Linked DNA regions of Mus musculus: all the other regions are linked to region 1. A link is a contact called in public ChIA-PET, HiCAR-type and promoter capture Hi-C data. All regions are on one chromosome and are shown on one strand. The core of a region is the stretch at or near the end of the contact, and the rest is flanking DNA. Distances in the headings are between cores, read along the strand shown. Region 1 holds the start of Usp3 (ubiquitin specific peptidase 3). Region 2 holds the start of Rbpms2 (RNA binding protein with multiple splicing 2). Region 3 holds the start of Pclaf (PCNA clamp associated factor). Region 4 holds the start of Csnk1g1 (casein kinase 1, gamma 1). Region 5 holds the start of Snx22 (sorting nexin 22).

Evidence for each region. Promoter capture Hi-C pulls out the DNA fragments that hold promoters and counts their contacts. ChIA-PET counts read pairs in DNA pulled down with a chosen protein or histone mark. HiCAR-type assays count read pairs that join an accessible place to other places.
Region 2: a HiCAR-type map of astrocytes shows a contact between it and region 1, with 2.6 times the contacts expected there. The contact joins the promoter of Rbpms2 here to the promoter of Usp3 in region 1. A contact is called at or near these places in 2 of 39 promoter capture datasets (liver and pre-B cells) and 1 of 115 datasets of contacts at active chromatin or transcription factors (astrocytes).
Region 3: a contact with region 1 is called in a promoter capture Hi-C map of erythroid cells, with 21 times the contacts expected there. The contact joins the promoter of Pclaf here to the promoter of Usp3 in region 1. A contact is called at or near these places in 4 of 39 promoter capture datasets (erythroid cells, liver and pre-B cells) and 1 of 115 datasets of contacts at active chromatin or transcription factors (memory CD8 T cells).
Region 4: a contact with region 1 is called in a promoter capture Hi-C map of erythroid cells, with 28 times the contacts expected there. The contact joins the promoter of Csnk1g1 here to the promoter of Usp3 in region 1. A contact is called at or near these places in 3 of 39 promoter capture datasets (erythroid cells, liver and pre-B cells) and 2 of 115 datasets of contacts at active chromatin or transcription factors (bone marrow-derived macrophages and memory CD8 T cells).
Region 5: a contact with region 1 is called in an RNA polymerase II ChIA-PET map of memory CD8 T cells, with 18 read pairs. The contact joins the promoter of Snx22 here to the promoter of Usp3 in region 1. A contact is called at or near these places in 7 of 39 promoter capture datasets (the SN4741 cell line, erythroid cells, hippocampal neurons and 3 more), 1 of 484 Hi-C or Micro-C datasets (embryonic stem cells) and 2 of 115 datasets of contacts at active chromatin or transcription factors (memory CD8 T cells and microglia).

The regions. Positions count from the first base shown.
Region 1 is chr9:66,591,818-66,594,441 of GRCm38.p6, reverse strand. It overlaps Usp3 (ubiquitin specific peptidase 3), which reads left to right and starts at 1,327. Exons shown (of 15, transcript NM_144937.4): 1 at 1,327-1,658. The coding sequence starts at 1,568.
Region 2 is chr9:65,629,270-65,631,893 of GRCm38.p6, reverse strand. It overlaps Rbpms2 (RNA binding protein with multiple splicing 2), which reads right to left and starts at 1,312. Exons shown (of 8, transcript NM_028030.3): 1 at 997-1,312. The coding sequence starts at 1,065.
Region 3 is chr9:65,889,028-65,891,651 of GRCm38.p6, reverse strand. It overlaps Pclaf (PCNA clamp associated factor), which reads right to left and starts at 1,329. Exons shown (of 4, transcript NM_026515.2): 1 at 1,178-1,329; 2 at 843-920. The coding sequence starts at 1,223. All of the region lies in intron 1 of Trip4 (thyroid hormone receptor interactor 4), which reads left to right.
Region 4 is chr9:65,907,671-65,910,294 of GRCm38.p6, reverse strand. It overlaps Csnk1g1 (casein kinase 1, gamma 1), which reads right to left and starts at 1,285. Exons shown (of 14, transcript NM_173185.2): 1 at 1,127-1,285. It overlaps Trip4 (thyroid hormone receptor interactor 4), which reads left to right and starts at 1,501. Exons shown (of 14, transcript NM_001357872.1): 1 at 1,501-1,856.
Region 5 is chr9:66,068,455-66,071,078 of GRCm38.p6, reverse strand. Snx22 (sorting nexin 22) reads left to right here and starts at 1,320. Exons shown (of 6, transcript NM_001379335.1): 1 at 1,320-1,473; 2 at 1,822-1,905; 3 at 2,289-2,393. The coding sequence starts at 1,399.

The sequences.
Region 1 (2,624 bases), core at 78-2,577:
CAACTTGGGGAAGTGGTAGAGTTGCTTGGACTGAGGAATCTGAAATACCACCCTGGGCAGAGATGTCCTAGGTGGGTGGACACTATCAGGCAGAAGGCTACAGGGTGCAGTAGTGGGGTGTACGGAAGTGGCTTAAGGGGTGCTAGAGGCGTGCACTTCAGGGAGGTGCCCAGTGCTAACTAACCACTATCCGGCCCAGCCAGTTAATCATTTCCTGACCTTTCCTTTCCTGCCCCATGGATTGGCACATTGTTCTTCCCTCTCCACTTGCTTGTCAGGGGATGAAGGAAAGAAGCCCCTTTACCAGGTTAAACACCACCAACCAAACAAAGAAAGAAAGCCCAACTTTGGAGGCTAGATTTGTGGGAGCCCCAGATATCCTCAAGGCAGAGAATGTGAGGTGGCAGGCTCTCTACCTCTAGACGCTCCTCCTGTCTTCTTCACTTCTTTCTAGAGAGAGATTTGAAGCGGGGGGGGGGGGGGTGCGGGGGTCCAATCTTCCTAAAGCAAATTATACTCTTGGTTTCACTTTTTGTTAAAAAGGGGACCGTAGCAGCAGCTTGAGAGGGTGTTTTGAGGATTAAATGAGGTGTGGTATGCAAAGTGCCTGGCTGGGAGCCAGGTGGGCTTCTAACAAATGTTACACTGCCTCTTTTTATTACCTAGCACCCGCGACCTTGTACAGCAAACTGGATTATTTCGTTCAACTTCAAGAGGTATAGGTATGAAAATACCCACAATGGGCAGGAGATATCAGTGAGTCATAACGGCATGGCGTGGACCCCGAACACAGGCGTTCCGGTGGGCCCAGCCGTGCAGTATCCCGGTGACACACTCAGGCCAGAGTTCAGAACTCAGAACAGTTCCGGACCCCGCCTGCTACCGGGAGAACACGAAAGTCAGGACTGTTCTGGGCTCTTTGCAGCCGGCTGGGCCATCGAGGGCCACGCCCCAAAAGTCTGTTTCTTCCTGTGTAAAATGGGGCTTCAATGCACGTCGGTGTGAGTGGTTTTCATTTTCCGTACTCTTTGCGGTGTGGTCACATATTCTACCTCGCTGTTGTAGCCAACTCACTGCAGTAGAAGCAGCGGTCCCGACCGCTCTGCCCCGGATGAGTACCCACACTTGTCGGGTTCCCAAGAATCGGCTGCAGCGGCCGGGGGCAGATTTCGGAAAGTCACTTCACATCCCCGTAGGACTTTACACTAGCTGCTAGCACTGGGTGAGCACCAATGCCCCGCCCACTGACTAGTGTGGGGGCGGGGCCCGGGCTGGCCTGGGGGCGTAACCAGCAGGGTGGGCGGGGCCGCCGGAGAAGGCGGAAGCCTACTGTCCCTGGGCGGCGGCAGAACCAGGAGTCCGGATTTTCACGTTCTCCGGAGCGGGGCGCCGGGAGACGGCGGATGGCAAAACCCGGCGCCCGGAAGCCCTTGCTTTCTTTGACGCAAAGGCTCGGGACCCAGAAGCCGCCGTCTGCCCAGTGCCGGGTCAGAAGCGACCCCAGACGGAGCCTCTGAAGTCCCTCCGCCCCAGAGCCTCGGCTGTCCCCGCCGCCGTCCTCGTGGCCATGGAGTGTCCGCACCTCAGCTCCAGCGTCTGCATCGCCCCGGACTCAGCCAAGTTCCCCAACGGCTCCCCGTCGTCCTGGTGCTGCAGCGGTGAGTGCGGCTCTGGGGCTGGCCGGCCGCGCACCCGAGGTCCCGGCTCTGGCCCGGGCCTTGCCGTCGAAGGGCCGCGGGTGCGGGGCAGCGCGCGGCCTCGTTGGGGGGGGGGGGAGGCTGAGGGGAGCAAGCGGGCCCGGCGCGCGGGGCGAGGGGACGCGGCGCGGCGCGGCGGGCGCGGTGGCGGCTCCTTTGTTTCGCGCGGCCCGACGGCCGGGCCGGCTGAGGAGAGGCCCGCGGGGGCCTGAGGCGAGCGCGCAGCGGCGGGATGACGCGGCGGCTCGCACCCCAAGGCTCCGCGAACCTAAGGGCCGGCTCCGCGCGCGGCCGCACGTGTGGCGGGGTCGGGCTCGCGGTCCCCCGTGGGCCGGACAGGCAAAGCGCCGCTCTGCGGGCGCAGCTTTGTCTGGACTGCCGGCGCGCGAGCCCCTTTGGGTTGCGTTTCCTCGGGTTCCCACAGGCTCCTGCCTCCCCCGCAGCCCCTGAGCGGACTGCGCTGGGGGCTGCTCACCTCGGAGTCTCTCTTCAGCCTGTGAGGGTGAAGTTTGAAAACAGGCTGCGGGCTCCGAAAGCTCCGGAGAAGGCAGCCAACAGCTGCTTTGGAGGGGCGGCTCGAGGTTGGGTGTTTTGGGTTTTTTTGTTTTTTTTTGTTTTGCCTTTCGAAGATTGTTCCGAGGCAGTTTTTCGGGTTGGCAGGGATTTCGTTGGGAATTCCCGAGTGCGTGTAAGACACTTCGTAGGTTTATGTTATGCCTTCGAGTTGCTTAAGCGTTAACTCCTTCTGCTTCCTTGGAAGCCCCGGTGCCCTCTCATTGTCTGCCGGGACTTAAGGTCGGACGGGCCACCCGGCTTTGATTACTTCCTGGTAGGGCCCTGGTGCCGACGCTGGTCTTTGTTTATGAGCTTTAAGATTATCACTGGCAGCTTGGGCTGTAGTGTAAAATGTGAATCGTGTGCATCAGA
Region 2 (2,624 bases), core at 63-2,562, 960 kb after region 1:
TCAGGGCCTCTGCGGTTTCTACCCCAGACCAAGGGGAAGGGCCCTAGGGCTGGATAACTGGCCCTTGGTTTCCTGGGCAAAAGTATGCCAGGGCGGGGCAGGAAGGGTCTCTCAGCCCTGGAGTGACACAGCATACGTTAAAGAGCTCCCTAGGAGCCTAGAACCCATAGTAGTTGAGCCGGCCTGCCTAGTTTCCACTCGAAGTTACCTTAAAGGTTTTTTATCCCCCACAAGTACGTCGTCCTCACCAGGCGATAAAACCACGAGCAGTGATGATTCCTTGACGCGGTCTCATAACCTCTTTTTCTGCATAGGGCAGCTGGACAAGATTATGTCACCTCTCCTTGGAAGATCCCACCCTGGCCAGTGTGGGGTACTGGCTTGGCTACTAGGTCAAAGGGCGAGAACAGGGGATACTCAAGGCTTCTAACTTCTCTCTTTTCCGACTTTAATTAAATTGCCGGCTCAACTCTCTGAAGAAGCCCAAGTTCTGAGACAGGGCGAAAAGCCCGCCTGCCCACTGAGACCACAGCTCTAACCTAAGCGCAGGGCAGCCGGCCAGGCCTCCAAGGTCACGGGGAGGGGGCGAGGTGGAAAGGCTGGAGGGTGAGCCAGCTTCCCGCACCCACCGGGATAATCCCTCTCAGCTCCTTACAGTCGGGGCGGAGGTCCAGGCCACCCAGGAGGCGCGCCTCAGGCGAAGCGTAAGCCCCACCGGGCTTGGGGAAGGAGGGCAGCGGGAGTAGGACCTCCGCGGCGCCCCGAGCCCACCACGGGGACGCGCGCCCTCCTCGAGCCCCGGAGGGCGGGGAGACAATGCCGGCCCCGCCGGGCTAGTTCAGGCCGCACGCCTCCGCCCGCTGGACATGGGCTGCTCCTCCCCAGGGCGAAGGGCAGCGGAGGGAAGGCGCCAGGAGCGGTGGCCCGCAGGACCTCGCGCCGCCCGCGGCCCCGCGTGCACCTCACGCGCGCCGGCTCCCGCGGCCGCACACCCACCTCCTCCTCCAGCGGGCTGCCGGTGCCCGCGCCCGTGCAGTGCTCGACGTCCGGCTTCAGGTTGCTCATGGTGAGGGGGGACGCGGAGAGGGAAGCGGGACGCTCTGTCCCGTGGTGGGCAGGGGCACGGCGAGCCGTGCGCCCCCGAGGAGAGTGCGAGCTGGTGAGGAAAGCGGCTGCTGCCGCGTCAGGCTACGGAGAAAGGAAAGGGGGGGGGGATCACATTAAGTTTGGCGGGTGCGGGAGGCGGCCGGAGGGGCAAGGCACCGGGAACCCGAGGGAGCGGAGCCCGTGCGGCCACCGCCTCCGGCTTTTCAGGGCGGCCCGCGAGTGCGCTCGCGGCGGCGGGGGGCGGGCGCCGGAGGAGGGGGCGGGCGCCGGAACCGGCCTCAGCTGGGGCCCGGCCCGCCCCTCCCCCGCCCCGCCCCCGCCCCGCGCGCGGTCTCCGGGGGAACGCGCAGCCAATCCCCGCAGCCCAGTGCGGGCTCGCCCCGGCCCCGGCCCGGTCCCCAGCCCCGGCCCGGGCCGCGACGCTCCGGCCTTTCTGCCTTCCTTGGCTCCGGCGTTTTCCCGACTCCGCTTCCTTGGTCGACCCCCACCCCCTTCTCCCTTTCTCTCCCCGACTCGGCTCCCTTGCACCCCACCGTTCCCTTCTCCCAGACAAGTTTTTTAAACTTTGATGAACTCTCTCAGAGAACTTTTCTTAAAGGAGCCGCGCGGGCTTGGGTGGAGCTTGAGGTGACCCGCACGTTGCATCCCCAGCCAGGGCGAGGGCGGCGGCGGCGGCAGCGGGGCTCCCGGTTTCATGCCCAGATGTGGAGGTGTAGGCTGTCGCGAGCACATCGTTCGCCCCGAATTCCTGTCGGGTCCGGGCCAGCGGTTCTCTTCGCGCGAAGCAGCCGGGGACCGGGTTTTGGGGGTGAAGGCGAGGAAGGGGTAGGGCGGCAAACACCTGATCTTGAGCAAGTCACCGAGAGTTTTTTTTTTTTTTTTTTTTTTGGCTGAGTGACCTTGAGGAAATCACTTCCCCTATCTGGCCAGAGGATTCCAGCCCAGTTGGTGGGGATTAGAATACAAATTCTTTCCTCACTCTCACAACCTCCGTCACCTCAAAAGAGGAGGTGAAGGAAGCCCAATCCTTTTTAACTTCAGGAAGGGGGGGTACCTCGACTAACCTAGAAGGTTCCGTTCGTTACCTCCACCCCGCTTTTAAGACTTCTCACGGCTCGTTCTTTTTCCGCTCCAATTCCGAACCCCAGGGTGGGGGAGGGAAGAGCCGGCTGACGCCTAGGGCGGGGTCGCCTAGACTCCCACCCAGTGGTGGCGGGGGGGGGGGGGGGGGGCGGCCTCAGGGCCGGATTTTCCCCCAGGCCGAATAAATGCTGACCAGGACGTCTCCTGCCAGCAGCCTGTAAAAAACCGGCACCTACCTGAAGTCGCACTGGAAGAGTAGCGGCCCTGACTGCCCTGCGGAGCCGCCAGAGCACTGGGGTTCTTTCGTGCGCCCCTGCCCATGGGTTCCTTTATGTGCACTGAGACATCCCAGCCGCAGTCCCCGATAATCCTTGAGCAGCCATAGCTGAGAGGAGAGCGGATTGGGCTCGGCTCAGGTGTCTCCCGGTGGGATC
Region 3 (2,624 bases), core at 80-2,579, 700 kb after region 1:
AGATCTTAAAGACAGAGAGATCAGAAGTTGAAGGCCAGCTTTAGCTACGTAACAAGTTTGGGGCTACCCTGAATTACATGAGAACGTGTGTGTGTGTGTGTGTGTGTGTTATTCCAGCAGTGGGGAGATGGAGGGCAGAAGGATCTGGAGTTCAAAGGTGTTCTTTGTACATAAAAATGTTGAGGCCAGCCTGGGCTACATGAGACCTTGGAAGAAGGAAAAGGGAGGGAAGGAGGGAGAACAAAAGGGAGGAGAGAGTTAAAAAGGAAGGTCGGATAGGGGAAGAACTGGGGAGTAGAGGAGGAGGGAAAAGCAGAGACAAAAGCAAACCAATCTGGGGCAGTGTGGTTAGCTCAGCGGTAGGGTACTTGTTCAACATGGGCAAGGAAGGCCCAGGGTTCAGTTCCCAAAGATTGCATGCATGGTCAAACAGACACTCACATACATCCCCCAACCGGAAACGCGGTAGTACAGTCAATCATCACCATAAATCTAATGAGGAGACACTTAAGTAGCCTCCAAGAAAATAGTAACTGTTAACAATTTTTAAAACACCATTCAGAAAAGAAAAAAAAAAGTTTAAAAATATACTGCCCCTCACCACCAAGACATGAATTTTCCATTGGACCCTCACCCCCATCCAAGCCTGCTGAAAGACTAAGGCTCCCTTAGAGGGCGAGAAAGAAATTTAGGTGTGAGAATGTCAACGGAAACAAATTCCAGAGGAAGGAAACTAAGTAAAAATAAATCCACCGCGGGTCAGGACCACACAGGTTAGTACTGCCTTGCCCGGCCTGATGCTCTCGGGGTGTTACTTCAGAAGCTTCCACGACCCTTCCTACCTTTTCTCGACGAACTTGAAGAATTGGTGACAAAGGTGGAGGAGCCAAGCACCTTCCTAGGGGCTTGAGAAGCCACCGCTGCAGAGAGAGATAAATAGGGGCGTTCAGAAAAGGCAGGAGGGTTCGGATCCCCGAGCTTTGTTCTACAACAGTCCCAGGCCAGTAAAGAGGAGGGAGATGAACAGCAGCAAACGACCTTGCCTGTTCTCTGCAGCTTATTAGCAGTGAGGGCCGGGAGCCTGCCTTCTAGCTGCTCAATGGGAGGCAGCCATGGGCGTCTCCACCCCTGGACAGGCTGCCTAGGGAACCCCCTGCCACCTCGCTGCATCATTTACCTTTTCTGTAGGCTCCTGGAACGTAGTTTGCTTTGGTCCGCACCATGTTCACACAAGAAGAGACAACTTTCACCGTCACCCCAACTGCAGATGTCTCAATTAGAGAAGAACCCGAAAATGATGTTCCCGCCACCGTTTAAATGGGTCTCTTTCCCGCGCGCTCCAAGCGCTTGAGAACCTCGATTCTTATTGGTTCCGCGCCTTCACTCTGGACCAATTGACAGCGTCCAGCAGTGACAGCCTCGAGACTTAAGGTTTTGCTGGCCAGTCAGTCCATCAGCCCCAGTGGTCGTGATTTGTACCTCCCTGGTAGGCGGTGCTAGGACTCTGGGTGGGGGAAGAGGGGGGCACGAAGTATGGAGGTGAGGTAGATAGGTTGTGAACTAGCCAAAATAAAACCAAGTAGAGATAGGGATTGTAAAATTTCTTCAAAAGTTACCAGAGTTAAATCCATGATAATTAAACACTGAAAGTGAAAATTAAGTGGACTTTTCTATGTAAATCATAACTAAAGTTTAGTATCCTAAGGATGAACCCTACTGTGTTCTAAAACAACTTTCTGAGGCGGGAGAAAGGAAAACTCAATTTAGTTTATTTAGTTTACAGTGTTTTAAAAACCGTTTTCAGATCGCATGAGACAAAAAATTAGGACAAATTGTCCATACACATATAAAAATAAGTAAATAAAATTTAAAAAACATGGCCAAAGAATTTTTTAAATGCCAAATGTAAAAGGGTCACAGCACCAACCCACGTGAGGATAACCCTGCAAAAAAGAGATCATATTGTCTGACCCATATTTCAAATTACAATATTCCTAAGAATTTGTGTTTGTTCTGAATGCCATGCACGAAACAAAACCGTATGTGCTTGCTGCAGAATGCTGTCTGTTAATGCTTGTTTAAAAGATGACCCTTCAGCATGTTACAGAACTACTTTTCTGCAGTGAATTATGCTTGAACAGCAATGAAATCTATTCAGGGCCTTAACCAAATCAACAATTAATAGTATATTCAATTTAAAGATTTTAAAGCCAGGCCTACTGCACCTTGTAATCTCAGCCCTGAGGAGGCAGAGAGACTGGGAAATTGTGAGTTCCTTGCCAGTCTGGGCTAGATCACAATATTTTAGAAAAAAGAAAAAAATATAGAAAGGAAGAAAAGAAAAGGGGCACAGTAGTTGAGAGTATTGCTGCTTTTTCAGAGGAACCCAGTTCAATTCCTAGCACTAGCATGGCAGTTCATTCATGGCAGTAACCAAGCTCCAAGTGACTTGGCACCCTCACACAGACATGCAGGCAGGCAAAATGCCAATACACATAAAATTAAAATAAATCGTTTATTTAAAAAAAGAAAGGAAGGAAGGAAAGGAAAGAGCTAGACCGAAAAAACAGGAGCTGGAGAGGTAACTCAGCAGTTAAGAGAACTGGCTACTCTTCCAGGGACCC
Region 4 (2,624 bases), core at 36-2,535, 680 kb after region 1:
GGTTCATTCCCAGAATTATCTTTCTCAAAGCCAATACTTCCACTTGAACATAATTATCTCCTTAAAAGATTAAGAGAGAGTTCAATCATTGGAAAGGGACTCTTGTCCCTTGTCTCTCTAAATGTTCACTAGTTCTTCTAAGACATATACTATACTTCCTACAATTCAGTCACTTAAACAAAATGAAGATAGCATTTCTAATTCGTTTAAACCACAAAAGGATTACTGGCAGGTGAGAAAGAGGTTGAAAAAGGCTTGCCTAAACATGTCTCATCTAGACCTCTAAATATGGATTTCCTAGTGGTTTTTTTAAAGCATGCTCATTTACAAGGCTACGTTTGAATATAGTCAGATGCCTTCCAGTATTGCATTTTCTAAGAAAATTCATACCAGACTCATATCGGTCTGGGAGACTGCTAGAATATGCCATTCTGGCACTTTGCAAATATCCGAAAAATCATCCGGGGGCAACAAACCCAGTTTCACACTCTTGTTTTACGACGTGATGCGTACCCACTTAGGGGACAACGCTCCTATAGGGCGCCCTGCCGAGAGAGCAATAAAGGAAGAAGCGGGGGAAGCGCACGGAAGTTGGGTGGAGGGAGGTCTCATTACCCACTCTTCTGCCCTACCTCTGCCAAGGGCGGCTCCACGGTGCCCAGCCGACACGAAACCCTTACAAGCCCTCGAAGCCCGGCTCTGTCCCAACAGAGAGTCCGGGACGCGGACAATGTGAAGCACAGGATGACCACAGTCACCTCTCCAAGTCTATACCCTTGATTTCGGCCCTGGATGATGCTCCCCCTTCTTTTCGGAGCTGGCACTCCAGGTGGGAAACTCCCGGTCTGCATTGGCCGAAGTCCCTGCTTCAGAAAGGGCGCCTCCTGCGACCGGGTCTAACCCGCAACCCGCAACTCTTTGCACGCAGGGACCCTGGTCCCTCTGTCCCGCCCCCGCAACCCTCCACGGACAGGCCCGCGCCCCACCCGGGATTCCCGAGTCCACTGCCCCGCCCCAGCGAAGGGCTCCTAAAGCCCCCACCCCACCCCCCCCACACACACACGTACACACACACACACATCTCAGACTCCAGTCTCCCAGACCCAGTCGAAGCCAGAGTACCTACCTAAATCAGCGGTGCTCCAGTGTTCCAAGGGGGCGGGCGCGGTCCCCTCCCCGAGGCGCCTACTGCTTCTCTCAACCACCCCTTAAGCCGCAGCTTTGCTTTCCCAGGAGCGGGAGGGAGCGGAGGGAGCGGAGGAGGCGGAGGGGAGGGGGAAGACCAGTTGAGGGGCGGCCGAGCCAAGCCGGAAGTACTAATGCAGGTCCCACCCACCTCCTGGAGCCGCAGAGCATCCTCGTTCTTCTGATAGGACAAACCCCTGTCGTCGCTGTGAAATTCAGACCACCACTTCCGGGTCGTTAATGCTGCGGCCCCTCCTTAGCAACAGCGTGGGGTTGCTAAGCGGAAGTGCCTTTAAATACCCCCCTTCCCCCCCCATTTCTTCGGGGACTGTTGGTAAGTGGGTTGGGAGCTTCGTTTTCTCATTTGGAAATGTTTTTAGGCCTTTAGTTTACAATGTTAGGCCAGGTAAACCCTTCGCTGCAGCAGGTAGTAGGCCCAACGTAGCTGCTTCCATCAGTTGGTCTCTGACACCAGCTCCAAACTACACACACCTCCTGGAATCCTGGGCCATCTCGGCAGCTCCTCCCAAAGCTCCTCTCCAGGCCCCTTGCGGGAGCTTCTTTCTCACTGTCTAGCAAGCATCTCCCTCTGGTGGATTTCCTGTCGTTTCAACCAGACTTTTGCATGCATTTCGTTCTGAACCGGCTCCAGAAGTCGAACAGTGAAGTGGGTAAGAAAGTTTTGTCTTACCTTGTCTTTTCTTTTTTCTTTTTTTTTTTTTTTTTAAGGATTTAACGTTTTTATGTGTGACCTGGAAATAACCTAGCTATATTTGAGTCTATGAAAATTGACCAGAGTAATATTATTATTGTTATTCCATAAAACGGGGGAGTTGGGGGAGACAAAGAATGCCGGTAATCTCGCTTGAGTAGGAAGACAACTAAGCCTCCCATCAGAATAAACCAACATACCTATACGGTGACTAAGAAAGGTGTCCATAAAAACCCTCATTTAGGCTGGGGATTTAGGTCTGTGATACAAAACTTGCCTGGCATGCCCAAGGTCTTTAGTTCGATTCCCAGGCATCGAAGAAAGGAAGGGAGGCAAGGAGACTCATTTACTGGACATGACAAGCAGACCTGTAATGCTTAGACTCCAGAGGAAAAGCGAGGATAGTAACTCCAAGGCCTAGACTACATGGTCAGTCCCAGTTTTAAAACATTTTACCTAACATACCCGAGGCATAAGTTCACTCTTTGAAAAAACTGGAAAACTATGGTGGAGACCAAAGCCAACAAAATAACCCCCTGTAACGACCCCTATAATTATAGTAATTATATTTTTAGAGAAACCTGGGGTGGGGGATAAAACCATCACTTGACTGTATTATTTTTTGAGTCTGAATCTCACTTTGAAGCCCTGGATGACTGATCAGGTAATGTCTATGTAGACCAGGCTGGCCCTGAATTCAGAGACCCACCTTCCTCTTCTCCCAGGT
Region 5 (2,624 bases), core at 71-2,570, 520 kb after region 1:
AATAACCATCACACATGACCCAGTTTGAGAACAGAACACTGGGCCATTGAGCACTTTACCTAGAGCCCAGTAAGGAGTGTGGGGCTGAGGTAGAAATGGAAGCCATTTCTGTGTTTACACATGAAGTGATCATTCTGTCTTGAAATCTTACTATAGCCAGGCAGGCACACATCTTTAATCCCAGTACTTGGGAGGCAGAGGCAGGCAGATCTCTGAGTTAGAGGCCAGCCTGGTTTAAAGATGGAGTTTCAGGACAGCAAGGGCTACACAGAGAAAACGTATCTACATATTTAGAAAAACCAAACCCAAACTAAGCAATGTGCCAAACAAAAATCCTACTACATTCTGAAGAAGACCAGCAGGGCGGATGAGAGCAGCTGGGGCCACCGCCTCTACACTCATTTTTGTTCCTCTTCTCTACACACATTTCTGTACCTACTTCTTATTATCTGTCCATCATCACCCATCCATCCCAGCTGAACAAGCCCATAAGGAAGCCACTATTGGGTCCTGGCTGAGTTGCTCAAGCTGACTTTGAATTCCTGGTTTCAAACAATTCTCTTGCCTCAGCCTCATAGATAAGTGGAACCCCTGGCCCGTGCCGCCCAGCTTCACTCAGTGTTTATACTTATGTTACCTGCTTTACAGCTGTGCAGAAACTCCACACAGTTCTTGATATCTAGGCCATTCGACTTTCAGTGCCAAGCCTGGGTTTTTAAACTGCCTCTTCCCCATACACTAGCTTGAAGCAAACTAGGCATGCTAAGGTAGGAAGGATGAATGGATGGACGGGTGGATGGAATAAATGAATGGTTTGTAGGTGCTCATCAAAGCTAGAATGGATCCCAGCCTCACCCCGGCACTACCTCAGTTGGAGTCTTCAGGTGGTGCTACCAGGGACCACATGAAAGAGGGAAGGTTGTGGTGGCTAGGTTCTCTAAGAACAAGGATGGTCCTAACCGGAAGCCCAGACCTGAAACCCACTGTGCCTTCCTCTGACACCTTAGCATCCAGGACATTCAACAAAGACCAGGTGAAATTTTAGAGAGACCAGGTAAAATGTACCTCGGCTGACTACCTGGGATACTAGGGAAATGTTTGACAAATGGGTGACCCTGCTGAAGGTTCCTTCCCTTGCATGGCGACCCATGGTGTTATCTTCTGGCCTCAGGACTTTAGTGAGCCAGGGAACACCCTGGGCGTGGCGAGGGCGGGCTCCCGTATCAGAGGGTGGAGCCTGGGGCTGAAAAATCCAGAGAGTGGGGCGGAGCCTACGGCCCGGGGGCAGGGCCTGGAGCCCGAGGGCGGGTCAGCCTCTTAGGGCTGCTTGGCTGCTCCAGGGAGTTCGGGTGCCCAAGCGCTCGATCCGGGAGAGGCTGCAGCCGGGTCGGGGCGCGGATGCTGGAAGTTCACATTCCCTCGGTGGGGCCCGAGGCCGAAGGGCCCAGGCAGAGTCCAGAGAAAGGCCACATGGTGAGCAAATGGACGAAGAGTGTGTGCGGGGATCTACCGATTATCTTCGCGATCAGCGCAAAAGGGACCCAGAATTCAGGGCTAGGACATTCGTCGCAAAGGTTCGGGGTTACTTGGCTTTGCCAGCCCCTTGGACAATGGTTTGGGCTCTTGAGGGGTCGCTTGGAGCAGAGGGGAGGGCCGGTTACCCTTTTCTTTCAGGTGTGTCTGGGGTTCGGAAGGGGTTTCCCTGATGGTGGCACGCCAAGTCGGCTTTGTGCCTTTCTAACACCAGAAATTGGGCGCGTCTCGCGGCGCGGGTCCTACTGCATCCTTTGGACCCGCCGTCTGCACTCCTCCGCCCGCCAGGTGTTCCAAGTGGAGGTGCTGTACAGCGGACGCAGACACACCGTGCCGCGGCGCTACAGCGAGTTCCACGCTCTACACAAGCGGGTGAGATGTCGCGGACTACCCACCGATTTGGCTCCAGGCCAGGTCCCTCGGTGGCATGAGAAAGAGCTCTGATCCCAGCTTCTGGTTGGTCACCCCCATTACTGTCCCAGCCCCCAGGAGGGTGCAGATCATAGGCGACTCCCCCTGGGCTGCAGGGCCCCTCGCGGGGAGGACGCAATGGCTAGAGCTCAGCTCAGACTGACCTTGTCCGTGTGCGTCCTTTCCACTCTCTGGCTTGTCACTTCTGTCCCAACCACCTCTTGCCAGCTGTCCCAGGTTGAAGCTTAAAGACAGACATATAGAGAGGACTGGAGAAAGTCCTCAGCTAGATGCAGTGGGCTTGAGTGCTTTGCTGGGAACTCACCTCTGTAACTGATGTACAGATCAAGAAACGGTACAAAGTGCCTGACTTTCCCTCAAAACGCCTGCCCAACTGGAGGACCAGAGGACTGGAACAGCGCCGGCAGGGATTAGAGACCTACATCCAGGTGTGCACGGGGTACACTTGGTTGCCCCTAAGTCTGAGGGACCAGGGGAGACCCAGTTAGAGATGTGGGAGTGTGTTGGGTCCCACAACTTGGGGTTGTTATTCAGTATCTCAGGCTCTTTATCCAAATGAGTACGAACTTTTCTATCTGGGTTATTGAAAGTTTTGAATAATCCAATGAGTAGATTCTTCACCCTTAGGGTGTTTTCCTGTATTTTCTTCATGAGGTGTG